Linked DNA regions of Sus scrofa: region 2 is linked to region 1. Evidence: chromatin contacts called from public Hi-C data. All regions are on one chromosome and are shown on one strand. The core of a region is the stretch at or near the end of the contact, and the rest is flanking DNA. Distances in the headings are between cores, read along the strand shown.

What was found. Hi-C and Micro-C count contacts between places; a contact is called where the count stands out from the background.
Region 2: a Hi-C map of liver shows a contact between it and region 1, with 6 times the contacts expected there. The contact joins two enhancer-like sites. A contact is called at or near these places in 5 of 47 Hi-C or Micro-C datasets (embryonic fibroblasts, liver, skeletal muscle and 1 more) and 1 of 2 datasets of contacts at active chromatin or transcription factors (skeletal muscle).

The regions. Positions count from the first base shown.
Region 1 is chr1:4,241,402-4,248,396 of Sscrofa11.1, reverse strand. No RefSeq gene overlaps it. Among named protein-coding and RNA genes, the nearest start is that of QKI, 640 kb to the left of the region's middle. Within about 2 kb of position 3,741, at least 24 of the 83 cell types and tissues checked have an H3K27ac peak or open chromatin away from gene starts, as enhancers often do. A contact at or near this core is called in liver, where this site is marked.
Region 2 is chr1:4,898,766-4,905,760 of Sscrofa11.1, reverse strand. No RefSeq gene overlaps it. Among named protein-coding and RNA genes, the nearest start is that of QKI, 19 kb to the right of the region's middle. Within about 2 kb of position 2,785, at least 11 of the 83 cell types and tissues checked have an H3K27ac peak or open chromatin away from gene starts, as enhancers often do. A contact at or near this core is called in liver, where this site is marked.

The DNA of each region.
Region 1 (6,995 bases), core at 2,492-4,991:
AGACTTGGAGGAAACGGTTATTAAATTTACCTGCGGGAGGGATGCCTCTTGTCTATTTGATATGAGGTGAATGGAGCTGTTCCCTAAGTGGACTCATGCTCGCCCCACCCTTCTTTAAAAGAAAGAAAGTCACGGGGAGGAGTGAGGAAATTTCCAGCAGCTTTTCACTTTTCCCAGCTCCCACCCGGACACTGGCATGAACTCAAGTGTATTTAAAATAAAGCTGGTTTGCGGAGAGGGCTGTTGGCTTCCAGAGTTGGGTGAGCAATCCCCAACAGATGACTGGGTCCTATGACCTAATAAAAGAAGTATCTCAAGGAAGACTTCAAAGTTGACCTCTTTCCCCACAAGAGACGAATCAAGATGAACTTGGCCTTTGTGCCCTCCCCTCTTCCCAGCTCCCGCGTCCTCTTCCATCCTGTCTTCCTGCAGGCTGCATGGGGACACTCTCTCTTCTGTTTCTCCTTTGGGGAAGTAGTGGTCATTGTGGTTGACACCAGACTCATGGATGGCTGGGGGTGGGTGCCCGATAATTGCAGCACTTCTTAGGCACTTTTGTCTCCCAAATATGGCACCGTGGCAGCTGAAATACCTTATGAAAATAGCATTAAAATGTGTAATGTACCATAAATAAACAGAGAGACAGCCAGGAAGCTGTGCTAATCACTGCTTTGATGTAGCATGAATTACTGTATTTTTAAGGGCCTCATGTTTCTGACTGCTTGTTTTGACTCAGCTGCCACTGCTCCAGAGAAGGCTTGGACCCAGTGTTCCACCTCTTCTCCCTCCGTGGTGACAGCTGTTGTCCTTTGACTCACAGGAAAATGATTTCCCCACCCTTCCCCTGCCTCGCGGCCCTTTCCTGGCAGGACTCCCTGTGAAGCTCCAACTCCCCTCCCCTTGTCGAGGCCGGCAGAGGGCGAGGACGGCCTCTGGGCAGGGCTCCAGGCTCTCCCAAGGCCCTGTGTCATCTGCCAGCCTGTCCAGCGCTCCACGGCAACATCCTATTTTTATCTTGGGCACCCTGGCGCTCTCCCAGTTGGTTGGGCACGTCGGGCAATGGAGGTCGGGCCGGACCTGTGTCACCAGCTGCCGTAGGGCGGAATCCCCTTGCTGAGTGGAGCTCCCAGGAGGAAAGCATCCTATGCTGCAATCTTGGGGATCCATCAGGACATTCCTGCTTTGCCTGCGGGGCATCCGCCACTTACTGGAGAGGCTGAATCCTGACTTGCTACCGAGAGTGGGAGTACTTAAGTTTGTAAGCCTTCAGTGCCTTTCCGGGTCTTAGGATTGATCATGTGGATGTCACAGGGCACAGGTAAAGGCCAGAGGCTGTCTCCACGTTGTAACTGCCCAGGTAACCCCTTTCAGACCGGACTTCTGGGCAGCCCTCCCGCTAGTTCCGTTAATGATCCGGGCTCAGTCCCCCCCAGCTCTGCTCCTGGGTCCGGGAGCGCCCTCTTGTGGTTGGAAGAGCTCTAAGCCGACTTTTTTTCTTTTCCTATTTTTTTCCTAACATTGACGTTTTCTCAAATTTTGTGTTTTCGTCTAACCCCTAGAGTGAAAAGTATTAGCCGTTAGTTTGAAGATGAGCATGGGAGAGGGAGAGAAGGTGGAAATGTTTTATCACCATCTTTATCATCCTTGTACCGAAGCCCCTATCAGTCCACGTTCACTCTCTCAAACCAGAACATTTGAAATATCTCTTTAATGGTCTTTTTGCCTTCGGGATTCTATCCTCTCATCCTTATTATTTTTTTCTTTTTATCTGTCTCAAAATTAAACGAAATGTTCTTTAAAGCTTTTTGCTTTGTTTCCTTGTTGCCTTCTGGAGACCGTTCCAAGGCTGACTCTTTTGTGAAGTTCCCATTCCTGCCTCTCTTAGGTGCCTTCTTACTCCGCTTTGCTAAACCCTTTGGTGTAAGGCCCTCCACACCACTCCCGCCAACGACCATGGAGGCCCTGAGTTTTCCCTCCTCTGTGCCTCCTGTTTGGCTTCCGTGGGCGGCATCAGGGTCCCCTCGCAGGTCCAGGTCGTCCTCTCCCCGCCCACCTCTGCCCATCTTCACCAGAAGCTCTTGCTGCCTCTGCCCTGGCAGGTGCTTCCTCTTCTCACATCCACTGCGCTTGCAGTTCATGCTAATCTGCGCCTTGTGTCTTTCTGCAAACAATGATCATCTCCCAAAGGTGATTACGATCTCGTGGGTAGAGACTGACTATGTACCTTCTTCTTTCTTGGTGGATGCATCGGCGACAAGGAGTGTCTCTGAACCAGTGAACCTCACACCAGCATGGCCCCAGTTTACTGAATCCTCATAATCAGCTTCCAAGGTCAGGGTTAGTGCAATTGTTCCTATCATAGCCCAGGAGCCAGGGAGGTGCAGAGAACTCATGACCTTTGACTTCGTCCCAGGTGAGGAGGGGGTGGGGCTGGGCTGTGATCCCAGACACAAGAGTTCATTGTCTAAGCACAACCAGTCAGTCCTGGCTTCTTGACAGAGACCCTCTGATGTAAGATCCGTCTTGATGGTCATTATGTGCAGACGTACAATAAAAGGCTAAAGTCTCTGTTTTCAAACATGAATATAGTGAAATTTTTGGAAAAGTAAATTTCATTACTGAATACTTTTTTTTGGCCACACCCATGGCATATGGAAGTTCCCAGGTGAGGGGTAGGATAGGAGCTGTAGCTGCTGGCCTATACCACAGCCACAGCAACACCAGATCCAAGCTGCGTCTGTAAGCTACTCCACAGCACACCACAATGCCGGGTCCTTAACCCACTGAGTGAGGCCAGAGATGGAACCTGCATCCTCATGGATACTCGTCGGGCATGTACCGCTGAACCACAGCGGGAACTCCAAATACTGCATATTCTTGAACATAGGAGAGGGTATATGGCAAATGCAAATGAAGACCTATTTCACTGATGTTCTCTTTCTGTAGAAAAGCGATAATTACAAAGCAGTTCAGACGCTGCAGCCTCCAAATAACAGAGAACTGGAACAAACCAGCTTAAGCGGGAAACTAGTCCTCTGCACTTGGCAGGTTTCAAGTTTGCTCAGTGTCTCCAACAGCAGGCAGCTCCTGGCCCTGCCTTTCCTCCACTGGCCTCTCTTCCACTGATGCTTTTACCCCTGGGCTGGTGGGGAGCTAGGATTTAATGGTTCTGAGGCCCGTTTTAGGGCAGACAGTGTGCAGAGGCGGAGAGTACCTTGCAGGAGCCCTTCTGAACATCTAGGAGGGACGTTCTCAGGAGGCCCGGTAGAACTTCCCTTTGTCCCAACATTCCACCTAGGAAGGCTGCCGCGGCCAGGCCAGCCTGGTCCAGGGCTGGAGCAGGGCTGAGGTCACTTCCTGGAGGCCCACAAAGGCAGGAGGAAGGACCCCTCTGGACACCACTGGGATTCCACGACGCCGGGAGCGGGGGTGGCTGGAAGCAGTGCTTGGATGAGACCCCTGGTGGGGCAGGCTAGCCCTCGGTGTTTACGTCTTATTCTGGATCTTCACCTGTGGTGAGGGGTTGACTCTCAGGGGTCATGCGCACAAGTCATTAGTCAGGATCGCACATCAGTGGGGAAATGAGTCTGAAGCCGTGGCACAAAGCCCAGCTAGCATTGACTTCTTTCCATGTTTTTCGGACTCCCGGCTGTATTTTTAGTGCTCTGCCTGAGTCATTAATTCACTCTGTGCTTACTGAGACTCAACCTCTGTCTGGCCCTGTGCCAGGGGCTGGAGGCACGGGACTGAGCCAGGCTGGCAAAGTTACTGCTCTGCTGGAGCTCACGTCTTGGAGAAGGGAAAGGTCAGTAAACAGATTAACAAAGGGATCACTTTGAATAATGGAAGTGCCAACAGAGAAAACTGAATGGGATGATGCAACCTGGAGCACAGGAGGAACTGGCAACAGAGTTTTCAGGACCTGCTGTCAAAAAAGAACAATGTAGGCCCTTGTTCAAAAGCTCTCATGGATTTCAAGACGGCCGCATCGAACCCTAAGCTGAGCACAGGCCCCTTCCGAGCCTGGGGCTCCCGTACCCGCGCTGGTCCCACACACAGGACGCTGGCCCTGGGCAGGGAACTGCTTTGGGTGGCGTAATCAGGGAAGGCTTCACTGAGGAGGTGACGTTTGGATTGGATTATGGTGAAAGCTGAGATAGAACATTCTGGCAATGGTCCTGATGGCATCAGCAGACTGGCATTTCAAAGAAGAAGAGGCAGGCAGGGGAAAGTTGTACAAAGTGAGGCCAAAGGGCAGGAGGAAGATGTAGGTCTAAAACCTACATTTATGTGACCCTGAATCTTGGAAGGTCATTAGTGGAGAGGTGGCCCCAACAGCTGGCTGTTGAATATTCTAAGATTCAAGGTCACATATGTGTGGATTTTAGTCTCTGTCCCAGGACTTCCAGAAAAGACATGTCCTGATCGCTTACTGGCTGTTTGACCATAATTTGCTCCAAAACGTTCCCTCTGTTTTTCGGGTCGGAAGAAAGACCAGTTAAGAAGTTATTTCAGTTACCCAGGACAAAGATGGTGCAGATGAAAACAAATACAGCCAGCAATCTTTGTACAGACTGCCAAATAAATTTATGTACGTGGGACCACAGTCATGGCGTTTCTTCAGGTATAGATTATATCTGAGGATGTGCCTGGACATTGCATCCTTGCTCTATTTATTACACTGAGATTGCATACTCACATGTATGGGAATTACACTGTGACACAGCCAAGTGTGTTAAAAATCTGAAAATACCCTAAAGTAGTTCTACATCAGGAGAGTTCAACTCCATGAAAGTGTCCCCCTTACCACCACCCTGATGTGATCCGTTGAGGACGTCGAAACAACTCCAGTTCCTGCCTCCCCCGTCTTCACGCACTGTGGTCCAAAGCAGAGAACAACTTGTGACCCTCTCACAGGTTCAGGACGTGCCTCACCCCTGCGAGGCTGCTCTGCCGCACCCTCTGCCCAGCAAGACCTCTGCTGCTTGTTGGCACCCTCTTGGCTGTGGCTTCCACCCGCAACCAGAGCTATGGTGTGTTCTTCTCCCAGAGGGACGTGAGGTCCAGGGTGCCAGCGACTGTCTGTGTGTGTCTGGGTGTCTGCTGTTCCCTGGCCCTCCACGCATTTTTGTTGGAGGAAAGAATGAGCAGCAGTGAGTAACAGGAAGGAGTCTGGGTTCTGACCTCTCTGTCCAAGGTTCAGATCCCGCCTCAGCAGCTCACTAGCTGTTTGATCATAATCTCAGGCTGGACATTTGTAGGGGGAGATGACAGTGGTTCTGCATTTAGTTTGTGAGGGCTGCCACAGCAAAGTCCTGCAGATGGAGGCAGGGTGAGGGGGTGGCTTAAACGAGGGGAATTTACTTTCACAGCCTTGGCAGCGGGGGATCATGGTGCCTGCAGGTTGGTTCCTTCTGAAGCCTCTCTCCTTGGCTTGCCTATGCCAGCCCTCTCCCTGTGTCCTCACCTGGTCTTTCCTCTGTGCACATGTTACCTGTGGCCATTCAGGTAATATTCTCAACACCTCTACACACAAGGAGTGGACTTAAAAACACATCTGATTGTGGAATTCTCTTGCGTGGCACAGCTGGTTAAGGATGCTGTGTTATTGTGGCAGCTTGGGTTGCTGCTGTGGTGCAGGTTCCATCCCTGGCCTGGGAACTTCAGCATGCCATGGGTGTGGCCAAAAAATAAAAAAAAGGCATCTGATTGTGTGAGCTAAGAATTAAGTTTCATCCTGGGTTCCTGTTGTGGCTCAGTGGTTAACGATCCCAACTGGCATCAATGAGGATGCAGGTTCGATTCCTGGCCTTGCTCAGTGGGTTAAGGGTCCAGTGTTGCCGTGAGCTGTGGTGTCGGTCTCAGATGAGGCTGGATCCCACATTGCTGTGGCTGTGGTGTAGGCCAGCAGCTGCAGCTCCAATTGGACCCCTAGCCTGGGAACATCCATGTGCCACAGGTGTGGCCCCAAAAAAGGAAGAAAAAAAAGAAATGTTTCATCCTAATACATAAGCAGAATTTAATCTGAGAGAGGAGCGAACAGCGAGCAGTCAGCTGTGGCCCCCATTAGAAGTGTGGTTGGTGTAGCTCAGGCGGCAACCCTAACCTCTACCGCTTTTTCCTGGAGTGTTTTACCAGGCGCCGACTTCTTCTGTTCACTGTTCCACGCGGATACGTCTTGTCCTCTCAAACGATGTGTTTCTGGTCGTCTGGGACGCCTCCTGTCCTTTAGTGTGTCCCCCTGGCTGGTGTCATGTCGAGGAGACGTTTCCGAATCACTCGGTGAATGAAGAGAGGGCAGTTCAATGTGAACACTCATCTCTTCCCTCTGTACTGGGGGGGACGGGGCGGGGGGGCCGCGAGTGTTCCTCCTTCCTAAGCCGCAGGGGAGCCCTGCTGCCTCCTCACCAGGTGGAGCCACGTCAGACCTCCCTGCTCTGGAGGAGCCGATGGCAGTTCTTGGTAAAGGTGCAATCTCCCACCTCTTTAGAAGTGATTATCGGTAGTTTCAGGGACAGTTACAGACATCACCTGGGGCAGTGTTCATCTCACAGCAGACGAGACATAATAAATGACAGCTGGGCATCTTAAGTGATCACATGAGGTGTTTTCTCCTGTACCTGTTCTGCCCAAATCACTAGCCTCTTGTTAGTGCCTATTTCGCTGCCTCGTGGTTGGCATTCACCACCACTTAATACACTCTGTGCATTAAATACACCATTTAATAGCGTCTCCAGTTATTTTTTCTTTAGATTCGGTACCGGGATCATGATTGGCACCTTTTGTGAATCTTAGGTGTCCCTTACAGGCAGAGAAACATGCAAAATGCCTCCTCCTCTGAGATGACTTCATTTCTTCCTGGCAGGTGGCCTGAGTTTCTCCCACCCCCTTCTTCACCAACCCCCACTCCCCACCAGGCACCCACCTACAGCAGATGTGCAAACATACAGGAGTCTGCTTATCTCCACCTGAGGCAGAGACAGAAACTGGAAGGG
Region 2 (6,995 bases), core at 1,536-4,035, 660 kb before region 1:
CACTCAACTCCATCAAGGGACACAGCTTCTGCCAAGCAGAACAGCTTCCATGGCAGACAAGAGTCACCAGAGAAAAAGCTGTCCAGGAATGGAGACGTTGTACAGAGAGACCTTTGAGGGAGAAGGCAGATGGTTTAAACCCGTGTGATACCCAAGAATCTATATTTGTGTTGGCCTTCTATTGTTGCCTCTTCAGGTGGAACTCTTAAAACATAGTCGACTCTGCACACTTTATAAATAACGTACTTGTAATGTACATTTTTCTAATTGAAAAAATTTCAGCCATTGCCCCAAGTAAATCATAGGCATGATTTAACAGGAGATGAATCAGATTTTAAAACTGGAAAAAAACCCTCTGAAATAGTACTGGTTCTTAACAAAAGAGAATTAGAGCATGGTTTTAATCCTTGGTCCTGTGGTTCCACAAGATTACAAACGGGAATGGTTTAGGTTATAGGCACCAGAATAAACTTCGTCTACCTTTTATTGCTCCAGCAATTTAAACTTTGAAGGCGCCCTTAAATCTGTTCTGGAATGTTCCTCATGTCAGCCGCCGAAGGCCGAGTGGGTCTGACAGAGAGCTTCATCCTTTCGGCCTAGGGTCACCCTCGCCGGAGAGGAGAGAAGCCGACTGTCCGTGCTTCTGGTGAGCATTTCTTGCCTTGACAGCCAAGGACACGCTCCCACCCCAGGGCCCTGATCCAAGCTGAGCCCACTAGAGGCTTCTCCTGGGACTTTACAACGGGCGTCAGTCTTGGGGTGAGGAGGTGGGCGATTCTATTTTTTTTTTTTTTTTTTGTCTTGCAGCAAAATCGAGAGATGTAGGGCATCGCTGTTGCTGGGGATCGTGTGTCCGGCCACGTGGAGGAAGTTGGCCTGAGAAAAGCCAAACCATATTCGGTGCGAAGAGAAAAGAGAAAGTCTTGTTCGCCTTCAAACTTCTGGATCCAGTGGTTTTAGAGGCTCTGCTGCTTCTTTTCCATGGTTGCTTGAGACTTGTCAATAAACACTTTTCTTTTTTTTTTTTCGTTTAAACTATTTCCAGTTGAGTTTATGCTCCTTAAAGAGCCAAACTAATGTGTCTGCCTGCAGCATATTACACTGCAATATCACGTCTACTGCCATGAGTTTGTTATAACCCTCCCATGTAAGAAGGAATAAGACTCAGTCATGTTAGATAAATTATCCCAAATCTCACATTGTGTCATTGGTATAATTATGTCACGCTCCAGGACATGCTATTAGGACCCTGATTTCTTTTTATTTCTATGACAAGCCCTTGAAAGGGTAGACCTGGACAAGCATTGTTAGTCCTAATTTTATTTTATTTTTATTATTTTATTTTGTCAGGGTTTTTTTTTTTTTTTTTTTTTTTTTGTCTCTTTAGGGCCACACCCACAGCATGTGGAAGTTCCCAGGCTAGGGGTTGAATCGGAGCTGGAGCTGCAACTGCCGGCCTACACCACAGCCAAAGCAATGTGGGATCCAAGCCACATCTGTGACCTACACCACAGCTCATGCACAGCAATGCCAGATCCTTAACCCAATGAGCGAGGCCAGGGATCAAACCAGCAATCCTCATGGATACCAGTCAAGCTCTTAACCCACTGAGCCACAACAGGAACTCCATTAAGCCTAATTGTAGATGAGAAAACTGAGATTCAGAGACAGTGGGTAACTTCCTTCCTATCAAACAGTCAGCCAGTGCTGGGACCGGCCTTGGACCCATGACTTCCCACATAACATCCAGTGCTCCCTGCAACCACACCTCATTGTATAGCCGCGAGCACATGCTCTCTCGCACGCACGCACGCACGCACACGCGTGCACACAAACATGCACACATATGCACTCGCACGCACACACATACGCGTGCACACGCACACGCACACACACTCATAGACATGCATGAGCACCAAGGTCAACGTCAGTCAAAATGACTGTTCTTAGGAATATCTTTAAGTGTTTTAAGTTACTGCTGCCCATAATTATTTATTTTCTGCCAAAACACTGGTTTAGGAACCACCTAACTCTTCTGCAGATCTAACTGTGATAAAATATTTCCCATTATCTTGAGACTTAATAACACATAAATAGCTTGTACTTTGTCTCTCTTGGTTTTGATACCTAATGAAATGTGAAAAAGCAAGATGACACATAAAAGAAAAGCAAAAGATAACTAATTCAGAGATTAACTTTGGAAAAGCTCCAAAATTAGATCGTGTAATTAGTTCACACTTTAGAAGCCTTTGGTGGAATTAGATTTATGCAAACAAATTCCATTCACATAGTTTAGGAAGACTGAATGATTTTGTAGGTGAATTATGCTTAAAGTGAAGGATTACGTAAGTCTTATTCCCAACTTTTCTCTCTGTAAGAACTAGTTGCTTTTTGCTTGTTTGTTTGCTTGTTTGCTTTTTTCTTTCTACGCCCAAACCTGTGGCATATGGGAGTTCCCAGGCTAAGGGTCAAGTCAAAGCTGCAGCCGCCAGCCTACACTACAGCCACAGCAATACAGGATCCAAGCTTCGCAGCCTGTGGCAACGCCCAATCCTTAACTTACTGAGCTAAACGGCAGCAACTCTTAAAAAAAAAAAAAAAAAAAAAAAAATAGACCTAAACATTCCTTGAAGGCAAGAGGCCAAGGTTGGTAGGTTCCAAACTTGATCTGCTCTGGTTTTCACATCTCTTATGCAACACTGTACAGAGGTTAAAGGAGTAAATGGCTAGACAGTGCCCCTGGGTTTTTTTTAATTGTATTTTTTGTTGTTGCAGGAAATCCATCATACCAAAAGTCACTGATGGGATTGCAGTCATTACAGTGCTCAAGGAAGGAAATACTGAAGCTCAGGGCTCTGTCAGCCACTGGGAAAGACAAACTCTGCAGGGCTTTCCCACTTGAAGCGTTTATTACTCAGTATTAGCTGCGTTTAACCATATGCTTAAATACCAACTACAGTACTTAAGACATAACTTAAGACATTTCTCAGTGGACATTCTTCCCTATATTATGAAAATCAGATCTAAGATTCACCTCAGTAGATAACAATGAACCAATATAAACAAACCATCCAGTCGAGTTCAGTCAACTCATGAGATGTTAAAAAGAACAACAAAAAATTTTTTTTTACCAAATGGACTGGTTGTTTGTCTATATGGACAAAACGAAATGATTATTTCATTGTGCAAATATTTCTTGGACAGTTTCCCCCCTGTTTACGAACCAGCTATTTTCAGACTAGTCAGTACGTGTATACGCTGTCAGAGACTAGAGGAAGACAGGTCAGGGAAGTTTTGAATGTGGCATTTAGCCAAAAAGTTTTAAATTCGGTTTGGATTTGGGCTCAGCTGTGAAACACGTGCCTGGGTGTAGGGAATAAGAGTTTCAGTCTGGAAAAATATCGGGATGTGTAACAGCTGCCACTCCCAGCGCTTCCATGAAAACAGCCTGGGCTGGTCTGCCAGTTCCCATCGTGTTTGAGAACCGTGTGTAAACATTCCAAAACAGGCAGTGTTTTTAAACCTTGTAATGAGTTGGGTGCAGTTTTCAAGGATCAAATATTTGAGAAACAAAAATCATACCATGAGATTAAAAAAAAAAACCCTTGTGAAAAATGAGATGGAATGCAAAACTGTCGTTTTTGATATTTCAGCTCTGAGTTAAGACTTCATAGAGATATTTTCATTTACTCCTTGCTGGCTTAATACAAATTCAGATCAGTTCTGGTTTGAGAAAAGATGATGTCCGGCGTTACTTTTCTATTTGCATGAAACTCCATGGCAATGAAGTTGAACTAGAGAAAAACAGAGGTGGGGTGAAAGAGGAGATCTCCAAACTTTTGAGAGTGAAAATGCTGAGATGTCTATATTTTCTGTGTATTTAGTTGCATTTTTAAAAAAGCAAATGGATGTTATAAACTGTCATATATATTTATATATAGGAGTTAATTAAAATTTTCAAATTTTGTGTGCATTTCCCCAGACAATGACCGTTTCTCTGACATTTTGCATGGTTTGCTCTGATGTCAGGAGAGGCACTATCTCAAGAGTATTTGCACGCACCTTTTTCATCCGTCTTTGGATCTGAACATTTCTGTGATCCTGGGGTAGCTCCCATGAAGTTCCAGGAAGGGATCCTCGATCAGTCGAAAACAAAGGAGCTCCCTGACTATGGACAAACAATTTTTCTTAACAGATTTTATGGCTGATTTCTTATTACATAATGAACTTTATCATAGAAAATATAGCTTGGCAAAAATAATGAAGAATAACAAAATTAAAATTCTTTCTTCTGTATCTGCCACATTGGAAATAATTTTGCTATATCTTTAACTATTTATACAACATAAATTCCCAAAAGTGAAATTATAGCTTAAAGGCACATATAATTCTAAATCTCTTGATTACCTATAATCAAATGGACTTGCAGAAATTCATAAATTTTTAGGATTATTATTAGTGCTCATGAACATGTCTGTTTCCTCACTGTTTTTTTCTTTTTTTTTGCTTTTTAGGGACGCACTCACAGCCAATGGAGATTCCCAAGCTAGGGGTTGAATTGGAGTTGTAGCTGCTGGCCTACACCACAGCCGCAGCAATGCAGGAGACTTAACCCACTGAGCAAGGCCAGGAATTGAACTTGCATCCTCATGGATACCAGTCAGATTCATTTCCGCTGAGCCACAACAGGAACTCCCATACACGCTATTTAAAGACTGTAACTAATAAAAACATTAAGAAGTAAAGAAAACTTGTGAATAGTGTTAGTCAAAGGAAATCTTTCTTGGAGACCCACCCCTTACTGCGAGCAAAACCTGGCCTTCTAGGGTGATGACATAAATGGCAGCGCTCGTGTTTCCTGTCTTGTGTCCAGTCTCAGCCTAGACCAGGTGATGAGTGTGGGCTGGCTCAACAGGAGGCCTCATTCAGGTGCTATGATGCCTCTTGCAGATGCTCTAGCAGCTTGAAGAATGAGCATCAATTCAGCTTGAGCAATATACTATCAGAGAGGTAATAGTTCTATATCTATTGATGCACAAATCAATAATGAAGTACACATGTGTTTAATTTTTTGATAAGAGCCATGCAATATTCATGTTAAAGTATTGTGAATATTCACACTGCTTTCCTCAGTTTTATACAAAATCCTCTTCTGAAATACTTTCTAAGCAATGCATTTCCCCCCTCCAGGTGGAATTTGGAATAATTTTGTGAACCTTTCATTAAATTTTTCTTTAAAACCTAGGTGCAGTTTCTTTAAACTTAGATATAGCCAAGCACCTATTCATTCAGACAAGCAAGTAATAAATGACTATGAAATAATGCTGAGCTAATACAATTCCCTGTCAGGGTATCAGATGAAAGATGGTTAAAAATTTCTGCGTGAACGTTTTGTCTTCGTTTTTATTGATGAAACTGATTTACAGACACTCTGGTTGTACACTAAGAATATGTAATGCTTAGCTCATAACAATAGTTACATAAATTGGCTATAGCCAAATACTTTCTGGACTTGGGATCACCAAGAATCAAGTAACCAGATCTGGAGGGGGGATAGGAACCAGGGGACTCTCTTCTGCATTTGACTCTAATGTGAAACAAACAAGTAAATCGTAACAATTAACAGCCAACATTCTGCTTGTCACACAAATGTGTAGGGAAGCCTCCTCTCTGTGCAAGGGGACTTTGGAGATTGACTTTCCACCCTCCCTGCCTTCGGTGGCAGGCACCAGTGTGGGCTGGGAGGGGGCCTGAGGCAGGTTTTCTGAACCTTTTTACCCCCTGTGGAGATAGGTGACAAGAACCAGGCCAAGAATTTCTTGTATTCATCAAGAATTTTCAAAAACGACAAACACAACCTTAATCTGTTTGTATATTACAACCTACCAATGAAAACAAATACCAGGCGAGGGATAACATTTTTTCAAAAAAGAAAAAAAAAAATGCGCTTTTAAACCTAATACCCTGATACACAAATATTAAAGATGATGACAGAGCCACCCAGCCCATCTTAAGCAGGGCTCTGACCCACCACTCTGGCCTTCTGTGTTGACAGGAGAATAGAACAGAAGATGATTAAAGGTTGGAAAGATGACGGTTTCTGGCAGTGTGATATTAATACCATTAATATGCCTGCATCTCCGTTCCACTGTGCTCATATTTTATTCTATCTATTAAACTATCATAAAGATTACCTATAATTAAAGATGATTTAGCGTCTAAGCCATAACCGGATATCATTTCATGCAAACACATTTAGGGTGAATTCACTTTAAAGTAGACTAATAAAAACATTATCTACAAGGCACGAGATTAAAAACCAAAAAGACACTGTATGTAGGCAGTACAATAAAAACCCTGGTAACCTCTTCATGGATTCATACCCAAGTAGACAGCACTACATAAAAGAAAGGGCTGGCCAGTTTTTTGTTTCCTAATAAATCCTTTATTTCCAGTATTTCCAAAACTCTGTCCTTAATTTTCTTCATCACCGGGAAGAGCCAGGCAAGCCCGTTCTCACTTTTCCATCACGGTTTAGTTCACATTTGTACCGACTTGACCCAACAGTTACATTTGCAGCTCCAGAAAGCAACGATGAAACTTTGTACTGGCTTTTGTGTTGAGCTGTACAATTTATTTCTCTCCTGGCAACAGATTTTAAATCTCTCTTCCTCCCCCTCGCTCTTTTCTTCCTTTTCATGGGAACTGTTTGGTGAGCGCCGACAAAGCGCTGTGTGTGTGTTTTTTTCCCCTTTGCCTGGTTTCTGTGTCGGTGTGTGCAGGCACGCATTCATTAACGTAATTCCTCCACATCCAACAAGAGCGCAACATAAACCCGGGAGAAAAAGCCTCATAAATATTTAGATGCTCCTTCTACCTTCCAAACGGGAGCGAAAAAAGCGTCTTTAGTGAGGAGTTGGTCTGGGTTAATCTGCATGTGAATCAAGAAGAGGCACAAAAGGATGAAAAGGTGTTGGAAACTCGAATACAAACCC